3 separate regions of the Mus musculus genome follow, and regions 2 and 3 are each linked to region 1. Evidence: chromatin contacts called from public promoter capture Hi-C data. All regions are on one chromosome and are shown on one strand. The core of a region is the stretch at or near the end of the contact, and the rest is flanking DNA. Distances in the headings are between cores, read along the strand shown.

Region 1 (4,272 bases), core at 503-3,002:
GAGGGATTTTAGGCAGGAGCTCTGTCACTGAGCCACACCCCTCCCTGGGGGATTCATCATCTTCTTTCTTAAAATTATTTATTTTATGTGGACGAATGGTTTGCCTGCATATATATCTGTGCACGTGTATGTGCCTTGGTGTTCAGAAAAGGGCATCGGATTCCCTGGAACTGGAGTTAGATACAGATGGTTGGGAGCCGTCATGTGGGTGCCGGGAATTGAACCTAGGTCCTCTGGGAGAGCAGTCTCTTTATCGCTTAGCCATCTCTCCAGGTCCCTCAATGTAGGGTGGTAGGGGAGTTCTACCACTGCGCCACATAACCCCCAAGTCACTTTGTGCAGTGCAATGCAGATGGTCTACCACTGAGCCCGGCACCAGTCCCTCACCAGGAAACTCTGGGCAGGTTGTCTACCTCTGAGGGAGATCCTCACTCACTGTCTGTTTCCAGGCAGACTCTCTCATACAGTAACCCACACTGGCTTTCAACCCGTGGCAATCGTTCTGTCTCCTTGCTAGGATTCTCGTATGAAGAACCATACCCAGCTTACATCTTTGTTTTTTTTTTTTTTTTGTTTTGTTTTTGTTTTTGTTTTTGTTTTTAAAGGGCTTCCATCCTCCTGCCCCTTGCCACACCTTCTGACTGGCCAGGTCTTCCCAGGCCCCGCCCTGGACCTCCCCAAATCCCCGCCCCTCACCGGGCCAGTAGCAGCGGCTACGGGCGCGAGCCCCGGGTCATCGCGGTCGTCGCGGAAGTCTGGCAGTGTCTCGAGGCAAAAGACCACGATGGAGACCAGGATGACGAGTACGGAGACCACGGCGAGCACGCGCGCAGCCTGCGAGCTCTCAGGAAATTCGAAGAGCAGCCAGAGCTGACGCGCAAAGGCGCGGCGGGGCAGCGGCCGCTCGGGCGGCACCGCGCAGCCCTCGTCCTCCCGCAGCCGCGCCAGCGCCGCCGCGCCCAGCCCGTAGAAGGACACCTCCTCCAGGAAGACGTCGAGGGGCACGTGCGCCGGCCGTCTCAGCCGGCCGCCCGACTGGTAGTAGTAGAGCACCGCATCGAAGCTGGGCCGGTGTCGGTCGAAGAAATACTCGCGGCGCGCGCCGTCGTAGAAGCGGCTGCGGCGCACCGGGTCCCCCAGCAGCGTGTCCGGGAAGCGGCCGAGCGTGCGCGCGCGGGTCTCGAAGCGCAACCCGGCCACGTTGAGCACCAGCCGCTCGCAGCAGCCGCAGGGCGGCGGGCACCGTGGCTCCATGGCGCGCACAGCCCGGGCGACCGGTGAACGGACGTGTGGCCCCGACGCCGCAGCCACCCCAGTCGGGTGTCCGGTGTCGGCGGGTAAAAATAGCATGGAAAGTCCGGCCAGGGCGCGGGGGAGGGGGCGGTGTTACCCCCGCGGGGCTAGGGGCGCCCTCTGCCGTTCCCACACCTGTGGAAACACTGCCACCCGGCGCTTTTCCGTGGATCTCTTGAGCTTTCCCTTGTAGTCATCTATTTTATTTGTTTGGCTTTTGGATTCATGACCCGAGGTCTTATGTAGCTGAACTGACCTTGAATTTATGATCCTCCTGCCTCCACCTCCCAAATGCTGGGATTGCAGGCGTATGGCATCATGGCTATTTATTTGTTTGTTTGTTATTTAGACAGTCTCCTCAGCCTGTCATTTAAGCTGACCGCGAACTTGTGGCAATCCTCTGCCTCATCCTTCGGATTGCCCGGGTGACAGTCATGAGCCACCCGAGACTATCTGCAGCATCAGTTTCCCTTTTCCATTTCCAGTCTTTCTGTCTCTTGTCCATCCTCCTGGAGGGTGGGGGGTGTATCCCCTTAACCAGTTGTCCACATCTTGCTCTCTGCTGGGAGCCTCTGTATCTCTCTGCCTTTTATTATTTTTTTCCAGACACTGGGTTTGGGTATGTATGTCAGACTGGCTCAGTATTGCAGTACTCTTGCTTCTGCCTCCCGATTGCTGGGATGACAGATGTGTACCACCACATCTGGATTTGTTGCTGGCTTTCTTTCTCTCCTAGTACCTTTCAATGAATGAACATCGTTTTGTGTGTCTGGCCTCACGTGTTTATTCCTTTGTGTCTCTAATTACCATGCCTAAGGAGCTCCGCAGCGGCCCTGGTGCTTGAGGAGTTCTTGGAGCCTCTTTTGCAACTGTAAACTGTTGCCCATGTGCGCCGGATCCTTGGCCACTGAGAGTCCCGGAGTTTGAATTTAGACTTTATGTAGGTGTTTTGAGATTAATAAAACCTGGGCTGAAGCCAAGAATGGCGCCAAAGGAGGCGGGACTTGCCTGGAAGGGTCTAGAGTCGGCCTGGAAGATGCGTAGGGTCACTGTCGGGAGCCGAAGGACAGACAGAAGATGGCCTTCCAGCCACCGGTGTCTAATGACACTAAGTAAAAAATAGTCCCTTCTTATGGGGTAGGGTGTTATAGTCACTTTCGGGGAAAGGGATCTCGCGCGCCCTCTGCCGGCCGGATGGAGACCTGCACCAAGAGGTCTCCCAGCTAAACCTGGCCTTTCCCTTCCCAGCTTTCTTTTGGGGACTTCTGAGATCCTCCTGCCTCTGCCCTCCCCCCGCCCCCCATCGCCCTAAGTAAGTTGTGAGAACATGGGTAGTGTCACACGCCTTTAATCCCAATACTCTGGAAGCAGAGGCAAGCCAACCTGTGGATTTGAGGCCAGCCTGGTCTGCCCATAAATTTCCAGGCCAGTCAGGGCTACATGGTGGGATCTTGTCGTTTTGTTGTTTTTTATTTTTTCGACAAAGAGTTTCTCTGTGTAGGCCAGTCTGGTGAGATCGTGTCTTTAAAAAGTCTGGTCATGGGCTGGTGAGATGGCTCAGTGGGTAAGAGCACCCGACTGCTCTTCCGAAGGTCCGGAGTTCAAATCCCAGCAACCACATGGTGGCTCACAACCATCCGTAACAAGATCTGACTCCCTCTTCTGGAGTGTACTTACATATAATACATAAATAAATCTTTTAAAAAAAAAAAGTCTGGTCATGGAGACCCAGACAGGATGATCCCTGGATTTAATGGCCAGCCAGTCTTCAAATAATAACGTGGAAGGTGATAGAAAGACGTTCAGTGACTACCTGACTAGAGGAGTGCCCTATTGTCCAGATACTTCTCCAGACCATTTTCCTTCATTTTTATCTTGAGACAAAGTCTTGCTAAGTTGCCTAGGATGATTTTTTTTCTTTTTTTCTTTTTCTTTCTTTCTTTTTTCTTTCTTTCTTTTTTTTTTTTTTTTTTTTAGACAAGGTTTCTTTGTATAGCCCTGGCTGTCCTGGAGCTCACTTTGTAGACCAGGCTGGCCTCGAACTCAGAAATCTACCTGCCTCTGCCTCTGGAGTGCTGGGATTAAAGGTGTGCACCACCACCGCCTGGCTGATGATTTTTTTTTAAAGATTTTATTTATTTTTTGCATATGAGTACTCTGTAGCTGTCTTCAGACATACCAGAAGAGGGCATCAGATCTTATTACAGATGGTTATGAGCCACTATGTGGTTGCTGGGAATTGAACTCAGGACCTCTGGAAGAGCAGTCAGTGCTCTTAACCTCTGAGCCATCTCTCCAGTCCTGCCTAGGATGATTTTGAATTCACTTTGTAGTCCAGGTGGGCTTTGAACTGGCAATCCTCTGGTTTCAGCCTGAAGAATGGCCGGCCGGGACAATAGGCTGCATCTCCGAGCTTAGCTGTCTCTTTCCCTGTGCCTGTGTGTCTTTTTTTTTTTTTTTTTTAATTAGCATTGGTGGGTGTTTTGCCTACATGCATGTCTGTGTGAGGGTGTCAGATCCCTGGAACTGGAGTTAAGTCTTGTGTGAGTTGCCAGATGGGTACTGGGGATTGAACCCTGGATCCTCTGGAAAAGCCAATGGTTTGGTTTGATTTGCTTTTCCCCAGAGATTTACTTACTATGCCTGCAGGCCAGAAGAGGGCGCCAGATCTCATTATAGTGGTTATGAGAGCCACCACGTGGCTGCTGAGACTTGGATTCAGAGCCTCCGGAAGAGTAATCAGTGCTCTTAACCTTTGAGCCATCTTTCCAACCCCAGTAGCCAAAGTTCTTAACTGCTGAGCCATCTCTTCATCCTCCCCACCCCCACCCCTGCACTCTTTCCTTGCCACCATTTGAAGGTGCTGTGTGTCAAACACTCTAGGGAACTCTATATATACTGGGGCGGGGGGGGGGGGGGACGGGACTAAAATGACATTAAGACACTTCTTTGGATTGAAGCCATGTTACCATTTGCCCT
Region 2 (4,272 bases), core at 1,231-3,730, 240 kb after region 1:
TGGGTTGATTTCTGATATTTGACTGACTCTGAAACTATAGGTGTGAGTGTAACCCCTGAATTTTGATATTTGTTATTTATATTTGATGTCAGATTTCTCTAAGCCATGCAAGCTTTTCAAACAGGATTCTGAGTCTCATACAAGATAAAAAAATAAAAAAATAAAAAAATAAAAAAAGCCAGGAAGTTCAAGTGTGGCCTGGTGGTGTGAGCCTGTCATCCTACCACTTGGGAGACAGAGGCAAGATGATCAAGAGTTCAAGGCCAGCCTGGGCTTCAGGAGATCCTGTCTCAAATAGCAAGAGTCACAGAAAACTCCCATCTCCTCTCTGGATGACCCCAACTAGGCCAAGGATCTGGTGAGGGAATTCGTCCCTTGGGTTAGGCGGAGTTTCCCCAAAGGAAGACTGTGTCTCAACTGCTCCCTAGGTATCTGTCCACTGCCTGCGTCTCTGTCTTCCTATGCCTTGGCAGTTTGCTGGTCTCCTACGGTAGGAAACGGAGACTCCAAAAGCAGAGCTCCCAGGTCCAAGGTCACACTCTTCTGCGGACCTGATCTGCTCCTGGCCTCCAGCAATACCGTGCCGGAGCCTGGCTGTAAGAAGCAAGGACCCCTGGCTCCTCCGCGTTGTCCCAAGTCACCCTGGGTTACCTGGTCCAAGAGACCCCCCCTCCCCGCTAAGCTAGCAGCACTCATCTCCAGGAGCATCTATCGCTCTGAGCTCTCATTTGGGACTTGGGAAGGAGAATGACCTGTGTACCAATAATACCCCCCACTGTCAAAGTAAACTCGGGATTTTGTTTGCAAATAACTGCTTGCCCCCCTTCCCAATGTTCTGCTGCTTCTCCTGTCTCTGGGGTTTCTGAATTCAGAAAGAGAAGGTGAGACTGGAGACCCAGAGGGGAGATAGAGAGGCTAAGGGAGGGGGCCTGAGGAACACCTGTCTCCTGCTGTCACCCCCCTCCCAGCCCCCTCCACCAGCACATCTTTCTCTAGCTCCCCTGACTTCACGCTGGTGTATTTTGAGAAACTCGTGAAAGGAGGCGAGAAAAAAGGGTGGGGAGGGGCTGGGAATTGGAAAATGAAGAGGTGAAGCTGTCTCAGCTCCCCCCTCCACAGCTCGCCTCCCCCCCACCCCCCGCCGCCACATACACACACTGCACCTTCCTGCCTTCCTCTGTCCACCTCATCCCTCTCATGTTACTAGAGGTTGGGGTTAACTTTGGATCTAGGAGGTGAGGTACAGCAAGCTGGACCATCACTAGCATAATCCTCGGGTGGCCCAGTAAGATGGACTGAGGAACATGTAAAGGTGGACTAGGGCCCTGTGTGGAGGGCACTATGCCCACGAGGCCATCTCCTCCCCGCACTGTGGATAGATATTTTTAGGCCTCTCAAGAGCTGAGTAATTTCTCTGACTTGGAGCCAGAGCTGGGGTTGGGGGTGAGAGGCTGGGAGGTGTCCAGGCTACCTCAAGGGACACTGGGGTCACTAGAATCATGGCCCTTGGTGGGAGCAAATATCGCCCAGTTCTAGCTTATATCCCTTGGGAAGTCCATATTACCCGCAAGATTAATTTGGTTTTGTGGCCTGAAACTCCCTTCATCCCCCTCACCCCCAGAACCTAGGATACCCCAGTTTTTCCCTCTCAGATTAACCCCCCTCAAGGACAAGAACTAACAGCCCCAATCCGCTTTAGCTCCAGATTAAAAGCCTCTAGGGAATGAACCTGAGAAAGAGGAGAGAGGTGGAGAGAGCCAGGGTGGGGAGATAGCGGGTGAACAGTCAGAGATGCTGAGAGAGACAGATCAAAGTGGGGACCAGAGGTCCAGGGAAGAAGAGAGGAAGGGGAATACAAGAGTCAGAGTCAGGACTGATGGACAGCTAGTGGGCGCCCGCATTGGCTCCTAATCAGAGAGAGGGGACAGACACCCAGTGGGAAGAAGAACCCAGAGAGAGGACATATCTAAAGTAAAAGACCGAGAAGACAGGTGGACAGAGATCCAGAGAATAGGGAGGGACACACAATCCCAAAGAAAAGTCGAGCCCGAGGTGCGGGGGACCAGGGGGGAGGGGGAAGCGATGATGAACTAGGCAGAGTGGAAGGACAGCACTGACAGGACGGAATCCTGAACAGATGGGTGGGCCTCCCCACATTGTGCCTGGGTGTCGCCTCTCTTCTCCCTCTGTCAGTTGCTCTCAGATGGAAAGGGGGCATCCTCATCCTTACCCTCCCAGGAACCCCACCAGGCTCACCGGTGCAGCCTCCCCAGGGCGCGCCCCGCCAGCTTCCGAAACTCCTCCTGCCGGAACTCCATGGTGGCTGTGCCCACGCGGGTCCCCTGCCAATCCCCCCGCCCGCGGGCCCGGGCGGCCGCGTCCGGGATCCCGGGGTCCGCCCCGGCCCGGCCCGGCCCCGCAGCTCCGCTCGGGGGGGAACCAGGCTGCGAGTGCCCGCTGCCCGGGGCTGTAGCGGACTCAGCGTCGGGGCGGGGCGGGGCATCCACGCCCACCAAAGGAGGCCCCACCCCTTGTAGGAAGGACCCGCCCTCTCCTTCCAACAGGCTACCTGGAGATGCTAGGCCAGTTTCTCTTGGCTTGGCTTGCAGGCTAGACCCCTCTCTCTTTCAGCTCTTCCATCCTAGAGCCTCCACCTGTCCACCCCAAGGCCACGTCCCTGGGATTGAACTCCGAGTTGCCTCGCTCCCCACTATAATACACTCCCCAGATACTCTGCACGTTCCAAGCTCTTTGAGTCTCTTCCCAGATCTCTTTGCTTCTGAGCTCTATTCCCATCCGACCTTTGGCTTGCTTCCTCTCCTTCACTCTTTTTTTCTTTAAAAAAAAAAATTTTTTTTTTGAGTGCCGCACACCTTTAATTCCAGCATTCAGGAGGCAGGCAAGTGAATCTGTGTGAATTCAAGGCACAGGCATGGGAGGCAGAGGCAGGCAAATTTCTGAGTTCGAGGCCAGCCTAGTCTACAGAGTGAGTTCCAGGACAGCCAGGGATATACAGAGAAACCCTGTCTCGAAAAAAAAAAGTTTATTCTTTTAAAGTTTAATTAGGTATGCATGTTTTGCTAGCATATTATATATCTGTGTACTATTTGTATGCCTACTGGCATTGGAGGAGATGTGACCTGCCATGTGGGTGTTTGGAGCTGAACCCAGGTCCTCTGGAGTGCAGCCTATTAGCGCTGAGCCATCTCTCCGGCCCCCTTTTTCCTTTGTTGGGCATACTGGGGATACAGGCGTGCCGCTGAACTGGACTGGCTCTCTCATTTTTCGGGTTCCACTTTTCCCCTTGAATTCACTTTTTTTTAATCTGCACCCCATCTTTCTCTCCCTGAGTTTCAACTCCCTCTCCTTCCATCCTTTTGAACTCTGCTAGCTATAACCAGGCTCACCACTACTGCCGTTCGTGCCCCATGGTGTCCTTCCTCACTTCCCAAGAGTGTGTCCGGTTGCTTAGACTCTATGATATTCTTTTGAGTCTGGGCCCCATCAACTGAGCTATGTCTCCTCCCTCTGAGTTCTGTCCCTGCTCCCCAAGTATGTTTGGAGTCCTACATACTTGCTGTCTATCTTCTGTCTCTGCCTTCTGTGCCTGGCTCCTCCCCTTGAGTCTGACTCCTTCCTCCATGTGTGTCCCAGCAGTGACTTCCACTCGGGCTCCACGATCTGTCCCCACCCACTAAGTCCTCTTTCCACCCGTAAATTCCACTCCCATCCCTTGGGGGTAACCCCAACTCTAAAATGGCCCTGAAGCACTCCACGCCAATGCTTCTCCCAGTGCATCCCAAGTTCTATGCCTTAGCAGGGTGTTGGTGTTCCCACCGTCTCTCTCCCCGTGTCAGGCTACAAATGCATTTGGGATTAAATTTTCATGACCCGGCCCAGGAGGGGACCAGCGAAGCCGATCGAGTGGCGGGCGGGGATGGTGGGTCTCAGCTCTGTCTCTGATTGACAAGTCCCCGGGGAGGAGGGCAGCAGGCTGAGCCGCGCAGACGCGCCACCTGGTGGCCATGGAGTCCCGGACTGCGTGCGGAGGTGGCGTCCGCGGCTCGCGGCCAGGTGTGAGGGAGGAGCAGATGGTGAGGAGGAGGGTGTGGGAAGGGGGCCCTGCGGCTGCCAAATCCCGGGCCGTCGCCCGCACCATCACCATGGCGACGGAGAAAGGAAGAACGCACCCAATCTTCGAGCTTTTTTAGGACCTAGAAACTAGACCTTAGGTTGCCCAGGGAGGCCCTCAGTCTGGACTACAAGCCCCAG
Region 3 (4,272 bases), core at 936-3,435, 230 kb before region 1:
CACCACTGGTCGATTCACGCATGCCAGAGAATCATGTTACTGGGACCCTGGGCCCTGGCTCCGGGACCCCTCCCCACATGCATAGAGACAAGCAACCTCTCACCAGAGCGGAACTTGGAACGGATGATTTGGGAGCGCTGGGAGGAGGCTGCCAGGGTCATTGCCAAGGCTGAGGTGGAGACCTGGACAGAGGAAGCCAGAGCCACCAGAGCGCGGCAGGGTCAAAGTGGATGACGGGAGGCTGCCATTGGGGGAATTTTGGAGACAGTGTGAAAGGTTAGAGACAAAAGTACTGGGCCAGATCAGCTCTTTTGGGGGATGACTGGTCTCTGGGCCCTTGGGTCTGAGAAAGGAGGGCTGGTCCTGAACCTCCGGGTGTGAGAGACACGGGCTGGGGCCTGGAGCCCTAGGACTGAAGAAAGGTTGCGGCCTGGAGTTCTGGCTGGAGGGAGAAGTACTTGGGCATGGACTGCTGTGTCTGTAGAAGGCTTTGGGCCTGGAGTTCTGAGTCGGAAGCAAAAGGGCTGGGTCTAAATCCCTGGATCTTGGCGGTACAGGAAGGACCTGCGTCATGGGCTCCTGCATCTAAGAGGGAGAGCATTGGAATCTGGAGTTCTGGGCCTTTGAAAGTGCAGGAAGCAGTCGTCTGGAGTCTGAACCCTGAAGGAGGAGGAGATTAAGGACGAGAACTGCATGCTGTTAGGGACTAGAATCGAAGATTCTAGGACAGACGGGAATCAAAGAATATGACAAGTGTCTGGGAAACATAGGGGTCCCTGAAACAGAATGGGTTGAGTGTCATGCACGGGGCTCTGTGGGAAAGATATTGGGACCAGAAGGGGGAACCAGAACGGAGAATGAAGGGTAAAATGAAAAAAAAAAATCCCCATATCTACCCCAGGGGCTTCTCACCAGGTAGGCTCCTCTCAGCTACTCAGCTGTGCCTTGAAGCGGGTGGAGTCTCCCGGATTAGGCTGGAGACCTTAGGCTCCACCCCACAAGCCTTGGGCCGCCCTCGACTCCCCTTTCTAGGGCGAGTGGGAGTCAAGAGAGCGAGCCTTGGATCAGAAGCCCTGCAAGGACCCAGAAAAGGGGCGGGACACACACGCCGTGAGGACCGGCCTGGCTCACTTCGAGGGTTCCCTTACTATCTCCTCCCCCGAGTCCCGAGCTGTGGGTTGGGTGGAGCGGTCACTGGCGACAGACAGGAGCAGGTGCAGAGAGAGGGACCCGGGTGAGCAACAGCGGCAGGTGGTCGTGTTCAGACCCTGCCGGCAGGTGCCACCTGTTGGTTCTTTTTTTCCTGACACAGCAGTAGGAGTCAAGTTCAGAGGAGGGGAAAGTTCAAACATGAGGCCCAGACTCCTAGTTCTAAAAAGGAAGGGGGCAGAAGTCAGGACTCTGGGTCTGAGGGTGGTGGACGGAGTCTTAGGCCTCTGGTATGGGAGAGGAGAGCTGAGGTTTGCATTCTTGGATCTGATGGAATAGGACTAGTACCCGAGAGGTGCTGGGTGTTGGAAGTCAGCGGTGTGCACAGTAGGCAGACAGCATCGGAAGGACTGGGGGGAGAAAGCTAAAGTTTGGACTTTGTAGGTAAGAGGGAGATGGTGATGACCTGTTCTCACTGGTAGTACATGGGGTCTGATATTCAGAAGAACATGGTCCAGGCTGTGTTCCGAGTTGTGTGACAGTGCTCAGTACTACAGGGTCACATTTCGTGCTAGAGGGCAAGCTGAGGCCATGGCTAGAAATATCTCCCCAAACTCGGCAGACGCCCAACGTTCCAAGCACAGTCCCTGGCACCTTAAAAAAAAATCTTTGCTAAGGCCCCCAAATCTTGACAAGTGAGGTCAATACCACAGATATTTTTATTACTTCTTGGCATTCACATCCCAAGCCCATCTTCCCACTGTCCCATCGTCTACCAACCCAACAACTCAAACTCTCAGCCGTCTACGCAGGGAAAACTACAACTCCCAAAATGCTCTACGCCCAGGCGGGCTCCCTTTTAAGAAGCGATGCAGTTTCAAGCTGCGCGCGTTCCTTTCTCATTGGTTTTCAAGGTGTCGAAGCCACCGGGGGTCCATGGCGATGATTGGCTGGCAGCTCCTGCTGTTCAAGATCCCAGAGGAGGCGACGGAGCCTGCGCAGTTCTCTATGCAATGCGTCATCTGTCACAGGGCCGGTGAGGCGCAGGCGTGAGCTGCCCAGGGGCAGGATGAGCGGAGGGTGCGAGGAAAAACTTTCAAAGATATCCCCTGTGAGTACGAGGAAAACCGAATTAAAAACTCAGCATGAGTGTGAGGTGGTCTATCTCCTTAAGTAAGAAACGATGAGACTGGGTTCCCTGTGTTTCAAAGGATGACGGGAATTTTAGCTAAAACGTGTGTGTGGGGAGGGGGGAGGAGGTGACACATAATCCCGGCACTCTGGAGGCAGAGGCAGGTGGATCTCTTTGAGTTCGAGGCCAGCCTGATCTACAGAGTTACAAGACAGCCAGGGCTACAGAGAGAAATCCTATCTTGAAAAGCCAAGAAAACTAGGGAAAAAAGGCCCATTACCAGGAAAATAGGGTCCCAGGTACCCTGGAACCTTGAGGATGGGCTGGGGAACCTTGGGAGATTTCTGAGGATTGAGAAACCTATCCCTCTGTTAGTTGGGTTAGGGCAAGAGATGTGGAGAGACGAGGCTAAGAGATTAAGTCTAAGTAAAAAAAACAATGAAATGTTTGAACTCTTCTTAACTTACTGAAGGGGACCGCAAAGTAAGCAAGCCCTGCTACTGTTATAATTGCAGCCAGTCTTTAAGCCCTTCAGAGAGGGCATCTGAACCCTGGGAACTGAAAGTGGGAAGGGCTGGGAACAGGGACTCTTAGGTCTCAAATAAAGAAGACATCTCAATGTTCGTTAGCCCGGATCTGCACACCTGTGTCCACAGCATCCCGCTCTGCAGGTGGTGGGTCCCAGGCTGGTGGGGGACCACGGCCAGGACCCAACTGGTAGTGGCTGAGGAGATGGTGGAGCTGAGCTGGAGTCAGGGTGGGGTAGTCAGTCCGTAAGCTGCTCCATGAAGCCTAGGGGAAGTCCCCAAGTTAGACGTCTGTGGTCACAGCTGGGTCCCATAGGGCAGGCCAGCCATCCCAGTTTCTTAGGAGGTTGAGGCAAGAGGATTCAAAGTACAAGGCCAGGTTGGGAAACATGGTGAAACTCTTATCTCAAAATTAAAAAGTAAAAAGGGGTCTTGGAGATGCAGGTCAGCGGCAGTGTTTGCCTGGCATATGCAACTCTCTGGGTTCAATCCCCAGTACTGTAATAAGATAGAAATCAGTGAAGTGAAGGGCCTGGGGTGAAGGCTTAGCAGTTAAGAACAATTGCTGCTCTTGCAGAGGACCCAGCTGAGAACTAGTTTGCTTCCCAGCACCTACGTGGCCTGTAAGTCCCATTTCAGAAGAGCTGCCCTCCACTTCTGGCACGTCATGGTCATGGTGCACATATATACACGTGCAGACAAAAGTAGAGGCCTAGTGTGCTCGTGACCACCTTTAGTCCCAGCAACTCAGAAGACAGGGGTAGGTGACTCATTTGTGAGCTCAAGGCCAGACTAGTGAATTCCAGGTCAACCAGAGCTACACAGCAAGACCAAACAAACAAACAAACAAATGTGAGCTACCTGATTCAGTTTTCTCATCTGAAGAAAACTATTGATAATCTACTTTGAATGGGGGGTGTTTGTTGACATTATCATCACCGTTCCCATCATGCAACCAACGAATGATAACCAGCATTTTCCTCTGTCTCAAACCAGAATTCTGACTCAACGCATCTAAGAAATGGAGCATAGAAAACTCTTTCTAGCAAGTTCGGAGTCAGAAGCATTCAGCATCCATGTTCAGTCACTCTTGACACCGACTTCTGCGGCTGCCAGTGGCCCGTCATGGTGTCTAAGTCATCTCACGGGCTGGAGATGACTCGGGGTCACAGAGAGGCTGAGTACACAGAGCCGGGATAGAGATTCAAAAGTCAAAGTCATACAAAGCCGACCAAGAGTCACCTTGAGCAGGGAGGTGCGGGGCACACATAGCAGGTTCACAGCAATGGAAAGTTTCCGGAAGAACTCAGTGGCAATGTCACCCAGCCCGGCCCCCTGAAGCCAATCCAACACAAGATCCAAGTTGGTTCTGATTTGGACGGCTCGAGACCATTGATAGAAAGGTCGGCCTTGACCTGTGTAGGAAGAAATGAGAGGCGTTGAATGAAGCTACTTCCCAGGCAA

The links. Promoter capture Hi-C pulls out the DNA fragments that hold promoters and counts their contacts. Capture Hi-C pulls out chosen DNA fragments and counts their contacts.
Region 2: a promoter capture Hi-C map of liver shows a contact between it and region 1. The contact joins the promoter of Slc17a7 here to the promoter of Kcna7 in region 1. A contact is called at or near these places in 19 of 39 promoter capture datasets (the 3T3-L1 cell line, 3T3-L1-derived adipocytes, the C10 cell line and 13 more), 3 of 15 datasets of contacts at CTCF or cohesin (embryonic stem cells, large pre-B cells and pro-B cells), 17 of 484 Hi-C or Micro-C datasets (B cells, the G1E-ER4 cell line, Sertoli cells and 9 more), 23 of 115 datasets of contacts at active chromatin or transcription factors (the 230-238 cell line, the NIH/3T3 cell line, the SCID.adh cell line and 16 more) and 4 of 9 other capture datasets (adipose tissue, liver, macrophages and 1 more).
Region 3: a promoter capture Hi-C map of hematopoietic stem and progenitor cells shows a contact between it and region 1, with 2.8 times the contacts expected there. The contact joins the promoter of A030001D20Rik here to the promoter of Kcna7 in region 1. A contact is called at or near these places in 13 of 39 promoter capture datasets (the 3T3-L1 cell line, cranial neural crest, fetal liver and 8 more), 2 of 484 Hi-C or Micro-C datasets (both in embryonic stem cells), 5 of 115 datasets of contacts at active chromatin or transcription factors (effector CD8 T cells, embryonic stem cells, large pre-B cells and 1 more) and 3 of 9 other capture datasets (adipose tissue, liver and pancreatic islet).

What each region holds. Positions count from the first base shown.
Region 1 is chr7:45,403,440-45,407,711 of GRCm38.p6, reverse strand. Kcna7 (potassium voltage-gated channel, shaker-related subfamily, member 7) reads right to left here and starts at 1,752. Exons shown (of 2, transcript NM_010596.2): 1 at 697-1,752. The coding sequence starts at 1,350.
Region 2 is chr7:45,162,129-45,166,400 of GRCm38.p6, reverse strand. Slc17a7 (solute carrier family 17 (sodium-dependent inorganic phosphate cotransporter), member 7) reads right to left here and starts at 2,480. Exons shown (of 12, transcript NM_182993.2): 1 at 2,257-2,480. The coding sequence starts at 2,318.
Region 3 is chr7:45,636,671-45,640,942 of GRCm38.p6, reverse strand. It overlaps A030001D20Rik (RIKEN cDNA A030001D20 gene), which reads left to right and starts at 2,185. Exons shown (of 2, transcript NR_152217.1): 1 at 2,185-2,260; 2 at 3,805-4,272. It overlaps Rasip1 (Ras interacting protein 1), which reads right to left. Exons shown (of 12, transcript NM_028544.1): 10 at 4,051-4,223; 11 at 2,926-3,073; 12 at 1,851-2,258. The coding sequence ends at 2,059. Mamstr (MEF2 activating motif and SAP domain containing transcriptional regulator) reads right to left here and starts at 966. Exons shown (of 10, transcript NM_172418.2): 1 at 913-966; 2 at 104-241. The coding sequence starts at 161.